Linked DNA regions of Zea mays: regions 1 and 2 are each linked to region 3. Evidence: chromatin contacts called from public Hi-C data. All regions are on one chromosome and are shown on one strand. Each heading gives the region's core, a stretch centred on a gene start, on an enhancer-like site or on the middle of the called end of the contact. The rest is flanking DNA. Distances are from core to core; before and after follow the strand shown.

Region 1 (3,891 bases), core at 592-3,091, 170 kb after region 3:
TGCACCAGCGGGCCGATCACGCGGGTCTCGCTCGCGGTGAACGAGCGGGACAAGCAGCCCAGGGCGGTGACGCAAGGGCGCAGGAGGTCGTCGTCGTCCCCCTTGCGCACGATGCGGACGAGCTGCTCCACGACGGCCTTGGCTGCTGGGGAGCTGGGCTTGAACGCGGACTGCCGCAGCGCCAGGTTGTGCTCGGCGACACGGGTGATCTCCATGATCGCCATCGCGGAGTAGAACTGCAGCTCCGTTCCCGCGCTGCCGCCGCCGCCGCCCTCGAGGAGCCTGGCGAAGCAGAGGAGCGCGCGGGACTCTGTAATGCTCTTGCAGACTTCGACGTGGCCGCGCGCAAGCATCCACAGAGCCTTTGCCGCCATGGCCTTCATCTGCGCCTTGGTGGCCGGGTCCTCGGCCTCGCGCGATCCGCGGCCACTAGAACCGTTTGAGCTGAGGCTCAGCTGGGGTCTTGCACCCGGCGGCGTGACTCCATTCGTTGTCGTGTTGGTCGCCGCCATCGCGGATTGCACCACCGATTGCATCTGGTTCGCTCTTGCCCGCTGTTGGCCAGTAGAAGTTTCCAACGGGTTCGGCGGCACATTGGTTGAGGAACCAGGCTCGTCTTGGCGCACGCTTCGCGATTTGGCAAGCACAACGGAGTGAAGATTGTCGAGCGACGTCGTGGTCGCCGCTGCCGCAGTAACGGCGTTCCGGGAGCCGTTCACGCCGATGGAATACCTGCTATGCTCCTTGATGGTTCCGGAAGAGAGGTGAGTGACGAGATGCCTGACGGCGTTGCTCTGCGCGAACAGGTCCTGGCACTTGTGGCTGTGGCGCGCCAGCGACGCGATGGCGTCCGCGACCGCGGCCTGCACGCGCATCGGCGGCTCCTTGAGCGCAGCGGCGAAGACGGAGCACACCCCGGAGTGGAGGAGCTTGTCCAGGCTGTCCTCGTCGCGGCAGAGGAGGCCGAGCGCCGTGGCCGCGGCCTCCTGCCCGTCGTCGGTGCCTTCCTTGAGCAGCTTGACGAGGGGCGCGACGCCGTCCTCCTCGACGATGTACTTGGCGAAGTAGGAGTTGCCCCGGGCGAGGGAGGCGAGGGTGGCGGCCGCGTCGGCCCGCGCGGCGAGGCCGCCGGTGTGGAGGCGCGCGATGTTGTCCCAGACCATGCCGAGCACGGGCTCGTTCTGCGCGATGTTGGGGAGCCCCCGCAGGTCGCCGTCGTCGTCGCCGTCGTCGTCCTGCGGGGACGAGACGCGGATGAGCCAGGCGATGTCCTCGAGCGCGGTGTCGAGCAGGGCGAGAGTGCGCGGGAGCCCGGACACCGGGTTGAGCGTGAAGAAGCGGCGGAGGCGGGAGTGGCTCTGGAAGCAGCGCGCGGCCATGCCCGCGGCCTTGTGGAGCGCCCGCTCCGTGTCGGCCATGACGCGCGCGGCGGGGCGCTCGTACAGCTCCACCCGCGCCGCCTGCCGCAGGAGCTCGGCGAGCTTCATGGCGCGGGACCGTAGCTCCGTGCAGTCCGCCCTGAGGCACTGCCACCCCGCCTGCTGCGCTACCTGGTCCGCGAGCTGGATGGGCTTGGCCAGCATCGCCTTCGACCCCTCACCCATCCTCGTCGCTCGGGGTTGCAGGCGAATTTTGGGCGGAGAGCGTGCTGGGTCTGGTATCACCACCACGAACTGAACTTTAAATCGGGGGCTATAGCTCCCGCGGCGTTGGCACGGCGCCGAAGGGCAGATGGGCCAAGACGGCGGCAGAGAAATGCAGCCAGTAACGAACCGCCGCACGCCCAGCAAGGCCGGGGCGTCGGGCGCGTGGGTTCCTAAGCTGCTTGCTTGGCTTTGGTGTGGCCGCCGGTGTGCTGTGTTGTGGGCTGTGGCGTTGCCGTCTTAGGTTTCGTCGCTTGGCGAGCACGGATGAGGATGGAGGAGCGCTCGGGACAGGTGCGACCGGGTCGGTGGACCGGACGCGGTGGGTCAGGTCGGACGGGATGGCAGGCTGGCGATGGGCCCTCACGCACGGAGCCTTTACCGCGGGCGCGCTGTCCTCCTGATGTGGATGCTCGTGGACGTTGGTCCGCTGTTGCGTTCAACAGTTTAGCGCGGTGGTGTGGTGTGCTTTGCAGCTTCGGCTCTGGTTTTCTTTCTGGTCGCCTGCTTCCGCTTCGTTTCTCGCGACAAACTATAATTTGCGACTCCACGCCGCTGGTCTATGGCGCGCCATCGAACGCCGCGGAGACAGTATTTGCTCTTCCCCATGCCCTCACCCACCCAAGAAGCCCCCGACAGGTTGCCCGACGATGGATGGACGGGGCGTCGCTGGTTGCGATGGGTGGAGACGACGGTTGAACGAAGCAGTGGCAGAAAAAAAAAAGGTTATCGACGGGGGTTAAGCAGAGGCCACGAATTGGCGGCGGACGGTGCAGCGAAGTGGCACGTCACCGGCGGCCGAGAGCGGTGGTGCTGAAAATGCCGTTGGAGAAATCCCGTGCTCTCGCGACCACGCCGAGGGCGTGGCGTGAGGCGGCGGCAAGTTGTCAGCTGTCACGACACTACTACGATGACTCTGCTACCATCTGGTTTCTGCGGTTCCCCGTCATGCTGTGGCTTTTTAACTGATGTGTTTTCTGTTCATCGGCTCCAAATTTCGGCATGGGTGCCAATCAATTGATACGCCAATGCCATGACTCCTCTAGTCTAGTCCTCTGCAGTCTACACCATGCAGCTACATGCCAAGGGGTGTTCTGTCAGTCCAAATAAGACGCGACTGACCTGGTCCAACTGTCGACGTGGGCTGCGACCGACGAAAGTAGTCAGAATGCAGGTGCTGACTGCTAACTGGCGCTACGCGAGACTGGCCAGCGATCAAAACACACCACACGTGAGTAGAACCATATCCATATGCATGATTTCAAAACTATTGGAGAGTTCAATATGTTGTGCACAAAATTAGTTCCAAACTAAAGCTTTGTGAGAAGACCTACGACTAAGGGCATGTTTGGTTCCATGAGACTAAACTTTAGTCCCTCTTTTTTAGTCCTAAATTACCAAAAATAGGACTAAAGAGAGGGGAGGAAATCTGATTTATTCCATTTTATTTCATATATTTAGTAATTTAGGGACTAAAATAGACTAAAAGGGAGGGACTAAAGTTTAGTCCCATGAAACCAAACAATCCCTAAAGCAGAGAAAATTGAGACGGCATTGTCTTAGCTTGCCTCTCACACATATGGTCCTTTTAGTTACAATGTCGTCAAAGGGGCTTCACTGTTTCTTCTGAGTTTATTAAGTGGCTGTTTGTTTCAGCTTCTGGGCGGCTTCTGGCCGCCAGAAGCTGAAGCTGTATCCAAACGGCCAGCTTCTGAGGCGGCTTTTCATCGTAGCGCTTCGGATAGAAGCCGAACGCCCACAGTCCGCACGAAGCCGCCCTCACTTCGCTTCTAACGGAAGCCCCCGCCCACTTCGCTAGGGTTTAGGCGACGAAACGCGCCTCCGCCGCCGCCAACGAACCCGCCGCCGCTGCGCACCCAACGGACCGCCGCCAGGTCGATCTCTCCTCCCCGCAACAGGTACGACCCACTCCTCGGCGACCTCGTCCTTTCCTGTCCGTTAGTTTTCCTCCCCACTGCGACGTCAATCCCGTCTTCGCTAGGGTTCGTGCACCCTCGGCCGACCCTGCGAGTCGTCGAGAAGGAACCTTGATCCCCCGTCGTCGGAGGTACGTGAGCTCTTTCCTCCATCCGGCCCTCTCATTCTCCACCTTCGCCGCGGTGGGAGACTTGACCGTTTACTGTCCGTAGCGTTGGCTCACTCACACCGGCGACGTCGCTCCGTCTTCCTCTGGTTCCCCCCGTCGCGTCGGCATCTTCCGAGGTAGGCTGTTGGTCGCCTCGATCCG
Region 2 (3,918 bases), core at 904-3,403, 210 kb after region 3:
ATCTCGGTCCATGCTAATAATCGTCTGCTCGACACAAGTCCCCATCTCATCTCATCTGATGAAAAGGACAATGCTAAGTTGCTAACCAAAACCAAATAATGGCGTGCTCAAAAACAAAGTTCCCTCTCAAGAAGGTACAGCCAACGGAGCTCCAGCAATCAGGTGTGCGTGTGCCCCCGATCTGTTCGCTCAACAACCGTGTCGATGTCGTTGTCGTGTGTCCCCTCTTGCCAGGGGCGAAGCCAGCATTTGAGATTGAGAGGGATAAATTAGATTGAGAGGGGCTGTTAAGAGGTATTTTACATTATTTATATGGTGATTAGCTAAAAAAATTAGTAGCTTCTATAAAATTTGTAGAAGATTAGGGGAGACATTGCCCCCCTGTGCCCCTCCCTAGAATCGCCCCTGCTGGCTCTTGCAATTAAGTCGTCTGACGACTCTTGGGCCAGAGCCTTAAAGTTCACCCGACAAATCAGAGCAAACTACAGCGCCGGTGCACGGTGGTTGACAGTAAACAAGGAGGACGGCAAGAGCAAGATTCACGCGGTGCGCGGGCAACAAATGAACAAACTGAACTTTCTGCTCAGACCACCACGTTGCAATTGCAAAGGACATGACAAATGGCTGCGATATGTTACGAACATACTCGCGAAATACTGCTACTAGCTCGCAACCATAACAAAAACATACGTAAAACCATATTGACCATGTTAGAAACGAGGTTGAATTTAACGAATTAAGAAAAGAAAATATACCCTGCAGAGCGGCTCAAACTTAGGTTCTGTTTGGTTCCTTTAGTTCAGATACTAAAATTTATATGTCTACATGGACCCGAATCACAAGAAACAAGTCGACGGAGAAGGGAGATGATTCTATGTATGTCTCTGTATCGGAGGCTGCTACATATTCAAGGGTGGTAATAACATAAGTTTTGGAAAGGTAAAATAATCTTTTCATAATATACCTCCTCCACACGCTATGTCACACTCACGGCTCGGCATCGGCGACGATGAACCACATGCATGCATACATACTTTAAGCTTCTCTTCAGTTTTTTTAATTGTTTTTTTTTAATATTTTTTAACACGATCGTTAGTGCGATTGCGATTTCTTTGTCCTGTGACAGGCTAAAAGGCTGCGGTCTCACAGCTGTTGAGGTGCTCGTCCAAATGCCAGGGAATTTTCTTGGCCCACTACGACTTTACTGACACGGAGACAGTGAGACACCTGAGTGTCTGACCGACAGAAGCCGCACGCGTGGACGGGCGGCACATGCTGATGCTGATCTGGAATTCTGGATCGCGATCCGTTCCCGTGTTAAAAAGTTTTGCACCCGCCAGTAGGACCTGTAGCCATCACCAGAGTCCAGGCCTCCATGGGAGTTAACGAACGGTAGCGGAACTGCGCAAACCGCAAGGAGACTGAAGAGTGAAGATGAGGCGCCGAGCGGGAAGCCGGACAAAGTGTGAAACGGCCAAGGAAGCAGAAACAGAAACAGAAACAGAGCGACGGTTCATTCATGAGCTTGCTTGCTCCTCGGCTGTCTGGCCGAAGTAAGCACAAAATGGGCTGTAGTTGGGCCACTTGACGCTTCGTCAGGAATATATGGGCTATTATGTTTCCTTATGTTGATCTGGGCTGTAGTTGGGCCACATGACTCTCCGTCAGAAAAAAATGTGCTATACACGTTTCCCATCACATATAAAAATGGTTGTCATTAGACCAAATAAAAATGGTTGAAATAAGACCAGTACCACATTTGAAGGACTCAGCACTGATGTTGAGTACTACTCTCTCTCATCCAAATTACATGTCGTTCTCTTTCTTGAGATACATAGATTTTATAATACATTTAGACATAAGACATACTCCTTCCGACCGAAAAAAATAATGCTATTACAATAGCATATTGAAATATCTCAAGTTTAACTAACTATACAAAAAAATACCAATAGTTAAGTATATTAAATTTATTAATATATTTTTTTATTTTATACCAGTCCTTTATAGGAGCAGAAAAAAGATTTACCTATAATTTGTTTTTAAAAAGTTTTTTAATACAAAAACAATTCATAACAGCTGGTAAAATTGTTAGCGAAGATTTATTGGGCCCGATTTAGGAGATACTCCCCCGGTTCTACTGGAGATAAACCGTTCGTCTAGCTTGGCTCGTCCCTGTCCGGTACCCTTCTCTCAAGCCGCGCAGTTGTCGAAGTCGAAACTATCCGCTGCTGTAGTAGAGATGCTCTCGATGCGGCCACCCAGCACCACCTTGTCGCGCCCCTTGATTTGGCCGAGACGGGGTCGCCTCGGGGGAGCCGCCGCGCCGCAATATGTTAGCGCCGCGGCACCGGCGCCCGCTCTGGAGCCAGCTGCGCCTCCGGAGAGCGTCTCCTTTCCGATTCTGGTACGCATTCCGCTGGTCGCCTCCAATGCACTGAGAACCTGTTCGATGAAACGCTGGCTCATTTTTTAGGGCGAGATTATTGGTCCAGTTGCTCTGCGCAATGGTTTCCACGTATCACCTACTCGTTCGGTGTAATGCCACAGCGGGGTTACCTGTTGTCCTAGGCCTCAGCCGGTGGCTTGGACAGTTGGACTGCCTTTTGGGGATCAAAGGGTTCAAATCATTTTAGGTTTGGATTCAGATTTTACTCTTTCCTGGGACAATTTAAATGGAGAAGCACACCGAGAAAATTGGAATTTTGCCATTATCAAACTTAGGATTCGTTAGAATGCCATTACGAGAACACGGTTCGTTAATACGCCATTCTCAAACACTGGCTTACAGATAAAATGCCATTTAGGGGGTTATTTGACAAAATATCGATTAATCGAACTGTTTTACCCCTAAACCAAAACTGTTGCAATCAATTTTGTTTTGTGCGGCTCGTTCTCTGTCTCATCTCTGCATCCTGACTGACGTTCTCTGTCTCATCTCTGCATCCTGACTGACGTTCTCTGTCTCCTCTTCTTTGCGTCCGTTCTCTGTCTCCTCTCTTGCATCTCGTGCTGCACATGTTGGGCGCTCAGCTGAGCCGATGTCATGGCCAGCATGTCATAGCAGGCGGTGCCCTCTCGTTTTCTGTCTGCAGCTGCAACAGCATCGCCGGTGAGCACCAGGACTGGATCCCGTCGCCACTGCGATCCGTCAGCTTCACCAGTGGCAACCAAGTATTTGTCAGGATCCAGATTGGGCTGACGAAGAGCGATCCTGGGAGCTCGCCGGCATCGCGGCCGGCCTCTCCTCCGATTCCGTCAGGATGCAGAGACGAGACAGTTTTGGTTTAGGGGTAAAACAGTCTGATCAATTGATATTTTGTCAAATAACCCCCTAAATGGCATTTTGTCTGTAAGCCTGTGTTTGAGAATGGCGTATTAACGAAGCGTGTTCTCATAATGGCATTCGAACGAATCCTAAATTTAATAATGGCAGAATTCCAATTTTCTCAAGCACACCACCATATGACCATATACTTAGCCTGGTTCCACAATGCACATACATGTGCTACCCTCTACACAAGCTAGATTTCTGGTTAGATGATGCATATTGGGGTAAAAGTATAGGTTGTTCATCAAATATGAAGCTGGCCCCCCTGGGCGCAAAGGTGTCTTTTTCTGCTATGGTGCATTCATCTATAATTCACATAAAGCAAGCGCAAAGCTGCAAATATTTATGAATTTTGTTTTCCTCAACAAAGATCCTGCTCAACAATATCTTATGCCGATAGAAAATTTTCTGAGTCGTTGGAAATATCAAAAACTGTATAAGAGGTAGACAGCTTGTTTAATATTTTACACTGGAAGTTAGTATCCACCGTTGTAGCTTCATATCGTAACAGTTCTTTTATCACAACTTTTCAAAGATTCCCAGGTCTTGCATTGAATAATGCTATTCTAAATGTCATTGTTTTATTT
Region 3 (3,944 bases), core at 1,342-3,841:
TAACAACAATCACTAGCAGATCATCATCGAAGTTTTAATAGTCGATCCAGAAAGTATGTAAGCAAATGCACACTCAGTTTTAAATGAAATCACGGGAAAGAGTTCAGGAGAGTACATACAACCAGTCATCAAAACTTGAAGCATTTGAGGCAGGTCAGGGCATTTTTAGTTTCAACTGATGGACAGTGATAAACTGAAAATACCTTTGGCTGTTCTTGCTTGTCACCAGCAGCAGCATTTGAGGCAAGTTCTGCTTCAGCCATAACAGAATCGCTGTTTGAGCTTGAGGCATTGATATTTTCGGTATTAGATGTATCTTCTGCAGCCTTTTTTGCAATAGCCTCTTGCCTTGCTCGTTCTTCTTCCATAGACAACCGCAGGGCGAGTGCCAACTCTGGATCTACATTTGGGTCCACACCAAATTCAAATCCAGATGCTCCAGTAGCTACGGCAGCTGCTGCGGAAGCAGCAAAACCACTTCCACCTTCTTCACCAGTAAATATAGGAGTGCTGGATAAAGAAAGAAAAATAAGGTTAACATATATGCAGCATAAGAAAACTTAGAACGCAGGAACATGGCACCCAATTACCTTAGGAGGACATCAGAGAGAGCATTTTCACCAGGAGGGACATGAACAATGTGACTGCTATCACTGCTGTTAACAGCAGCGATCAATGCTTCCAGTTTCTCAGGCTTTTCATCATCAGATTCACCAAAGTCAACAATGTCAAGAGCAACATTGTTCTTTTTCAGCTTCTTCCCGATTGTCTCCAAAATTTTCTTGTCGTACTTCACAGGACTGATACACATGACGAGATTCATTAACCTAAATTCAAAGAGAATTAATAATTGTCATACAAGTTAACCCACCCAGGCCTACCTTCCGATGAATGCTATAATCCTCTGCTGCTGCCTCTTGTTCTGGCGATGCTTTAGCGCAAGCTGAGCAACCTGGATTGCCGCAGCCAAGTTTGCCTCAGCACCAACTTCCAACCCTATACAGCACATTGTTGTGCACCAACTGGTCAGGAAACTACAAGTACCATGATCTAACAACTTATGAGACAGCTTAAGCAGCTGCACTGAATCCCTAAACTAATTGGCGAAATTCGCCCAGCACAATAGTAAAGCAAAGATTTTGGGATCGATGTGAGCTTACCGTGCATACAGGCGAGAATCTTCCCGAGGTCGCTGGTGGGAGTGACAAGCACGCGGACGCCCTTCCCGGCCATCGTCATCACGCCTACTGTGTTCTCCGGGTTCGACTGCACCCACTCAACAACCAGAAGCAATCAGATCCGGAATCCCAGAAACCCTAGCCCACAGGAAACATCGAAAGTTCGATCGATTGAATAGGTGGATGGAGAGACCGCCGGTTGGCACCTGGGTCTTGGCACCGCATATGAGGTTGACGGCATCGGCCTGCGCCTGGAACCGCGACGGGGCGTAGTCGCCGTTCCGCATCCACTCCGAGTTGTCTATGCAGATCATCGTCGCCTGCAGGGGAAAGCCAATCGAGGGGAGGAGATTAGTTGGGGATCGAGTTCACGGAGCGAGAAACGGCAGCAGGGCGCATGTCGTACCTCGAGCACCATGTCGCCGCCGCTGTCAGGGAAGGGCTTGCGCTGGTTTGCGGAGCAAGAGAAGAGAAACAACTTGGGAAAGGCTCAGGTGAGCTCTCTCTCCTAGACGCCCGACCGCGAGAAATTCGCTTGATGCACAGTGGTAGCAGGTAACAGACCACCGAATGCGGGCCCTTTCGTAATTCAACTTAGCACAGCACTTTTGGGCCCAGTCCGTGAGAATGTGAGATCTATAGGCCCAAAAAACTCCTGGAAGCCCAACATGCGCGGCGGCTGCGCCTCTGGCGAGTGGCGACTGGCGATGTGAGCCGAGAGAACAGAGAAGCCGAGCTCGATCCGCCAAAGAAGGCGGCGTTATCGATCCCTGCAACTGCAAGCTCTAAGGTCCTGTTAGAGAACAAAGTTTTTGAAAACCACAGTTTTTAAAATACTATAATATACTTTAGCCATGATAATACCGTAGTTTACAATACCGCAGTTTTGAAAACTGAGGTCCAGACCTAAGTTTAGAATACCTTAGAGCATCTCCAACAACGTGACCTATAAAAATACCTTATAATTTAAAAATAAGTAAATTTTATATAATTTAGGGCACCAACAAAGCACCCCGCTCCAACAGTAAAGCCTCAAATCTAGATTATAGGGCAGCTCACTACGGTGTAGTATATTTGAGGCATTTGAGAGGATGCCCTATAGTTTTTTGACAAAATTTGTTGAATTGAGTCACTGTTGGAGTGATTTTTCCTGTGTAGAGCCCTATATTTCAATTTGAGGCACTAGTTTAAGGCATTGTTGGAGATGCTCTTAAGACAACTATAGTATTTGCAATACTTCAGTTTTGAAAACAGAGATTTTAGTCAGCTTGTCAAACACCATTCTGTATATAATACTGCAGTATTTGAGAATACTGCAGTATTTTTCCAAAACTGTGAAAAAACTTCACTCCCAAACACCCCCTAAATCCGAATGACCAAATCGAACTAGTCCTCAATATCTCTCAGGTGCTCGCCACGAACAAACGTGACGCATCTCGAGCTCCGAGCCTCCGATGGACTCTTCCTCTCCATCCCCATCGTCAGCGCCCAGTGGATCCCGTGCCGCCTCCAATGCCACCCAGCGGTGGAGCATCCTTCGCCGCGCGCTGCTTGCTCGTTCCTCCTCCGCGCGCGCCCTAGGTTCCGCCGATTCCTTCCCTTATTTACCCCATGCAACATTTGCGTCCGCTTTGTTTTGTCGTTCATTCGCATCCGCTTCATCTTCGTCCGTCGAGCGATTCAAGAAGACGGGAAGACGTGCCTGTATAACAAGGCAGAAGGCAGCTTGCTCCTGCAAACAAGGAAGGCCCAAACGCTGCTCCTTGTGTTGTGGATTTTAGTTCAAGGCGATTAGTTTTGTGTTGAGATTTGAGCTGTTGGCCCTCTACTACACAATTAGGGGATGTTTGGGGCTACTGATGATAATGGGAACATTGGCATTTTGAGCCATCCTTGACTTTTCAGTAACGGTGAAAGCAAAATCCGTGCAGTAGTGATCCATTTCAGCTTTTAGCTCCCGTGTTTTGTGCTTGAACAATTCTGATCAAATGGTTTTAAATGCTCAGGAATATATATCGTCGCATGTCATGTTGATAGGTTACTGGGTTAATGTTAAAGCCTTAAGGGAGTTACTGCAATCTGATTTGGACTGAATACCTTAGCTTCAATGTGATGTTTAGGATTATTGTTTGAATAGTATATACTTTTGGAAATTATGTTAGTGCACATTTAAAATTAGTGTTTACCATGAAAGTGTAGGTGTAGCATGCACATTTAACCAGCGAAATAGAGTAAAGTGCGCTGACGGTCCCTAAACTTGTTCAAGTGGGTGTCAAGTCGGTCCCTAAACTCTCATAATGGCCGATTAGGTCCCTAAACATTGTTTCGATGTCATTTTAGTCCAATCGGCCGAGAATACGACCTGGTTAGCTGACGTGGTCTTGCCACCGTGTCGTCCACGTCGCACGACATGATTGGAGCAGGACGCGGCAAGGACCAGGCGGCGGCCATGTGGCAAAGCCGTGCCACGTGGACAACACGGAGGCAAGGCCACGTCAGCTACCCAAGTCTTGTTCACAGCAGATTGGACTAAAATGACATCAAAATAATGTTTAGGGACCTAATCTGTCATTCTGACACACCTGAACAAGTTTAGGGGCCGCCATTGCACTTTACTCCAGCCAAATATCATTATAAATGTTAGACTGTGTGTGTGAGTGGATCAGCACCACCGTTGGGCTGCCGGCCCATTAGGGTTAGGGTTGTGAGTATTCTTACATGGCATCAGAGGATTAGGGTTATGTTTCTCCTCCCACCCCACAGCAA

What was found. Hi-C and Micro-C count contacts between places; a contact is called where the count stands out from the background.
Region 1: a contact with region 3 is called in a Hi-C map of leaf, with 6 times the contacts expected there. The contact joins the promoter of LOC100381961 here to the promoter of LOC100273874 in region 3. A contact is called at or near these places in 4 of 25 Hi-C or Micro-C datasets (leaf and tassel).
Region 2: a contact with region 3 is called in a Hi-C map of leaf, with 4 times the contacts expected there. The contact joins the promoter of LOC100272879 here to the promoter of LOC100273874 in region 3. A contact is called at or near these places in 7 of 25 Hi-C or Micro-C datasets (bundle sheath, ear, endosperm and 2 more).

What each region holds. Positions count from the first base shown.
Region 1 is chr9:149,139,613-149,143,503 of Zm-B73-REFERENCE-NAM-5.0, reverse strand. LOC100381961 (armadillo repeat only 1) reads right to left here and starts at 1,841. Exons shown (of 1, transcript NM_001323066.1): 1 at 1-1,841. The coding sequence starts at 1,604.
Region 2 is chr9:149,103,920-149,107,837 of Zm-B73-REFERENCE-NAM-5.0, reverse strand. LOC100272879 (4-hydroxy-tetrahydrodipicolinate reductase 2 chloroplastic) reads left to right here and starts at 2,153. Exons shown (of 8, transcript NM_001147332.2): 1 at 2,153-2,407. The coding sequence starts at 2,243.
Region 3 is chr9:149,310,094-149,314,037 of Zm-B73-REFERENCE-NAM-5.0, reverse strand. It overlaps LOC100273874 (S-adenosyl-L-methionine-dependent methyltransferase superfamily protein), which reads left to right and starts at 2,591. Exons shown (of 7, transcript NM_001360481.1): 1 at 2,591-2,759. The coding sequence starts at 2,633. LOC100283637 (26S proteasome non-ATPase regulatory subunit 4) reads right to left here and starts at 1,688. Exons shown (of 11, transcript NM_001156538.1): 1 at 1,585-1,688; 2 at 1,385-1,498; 3 at 1,161-1,266; 4 at 882-996; 5 at 591-800; 6 at 204-510. The coding sequence starts at 1,596.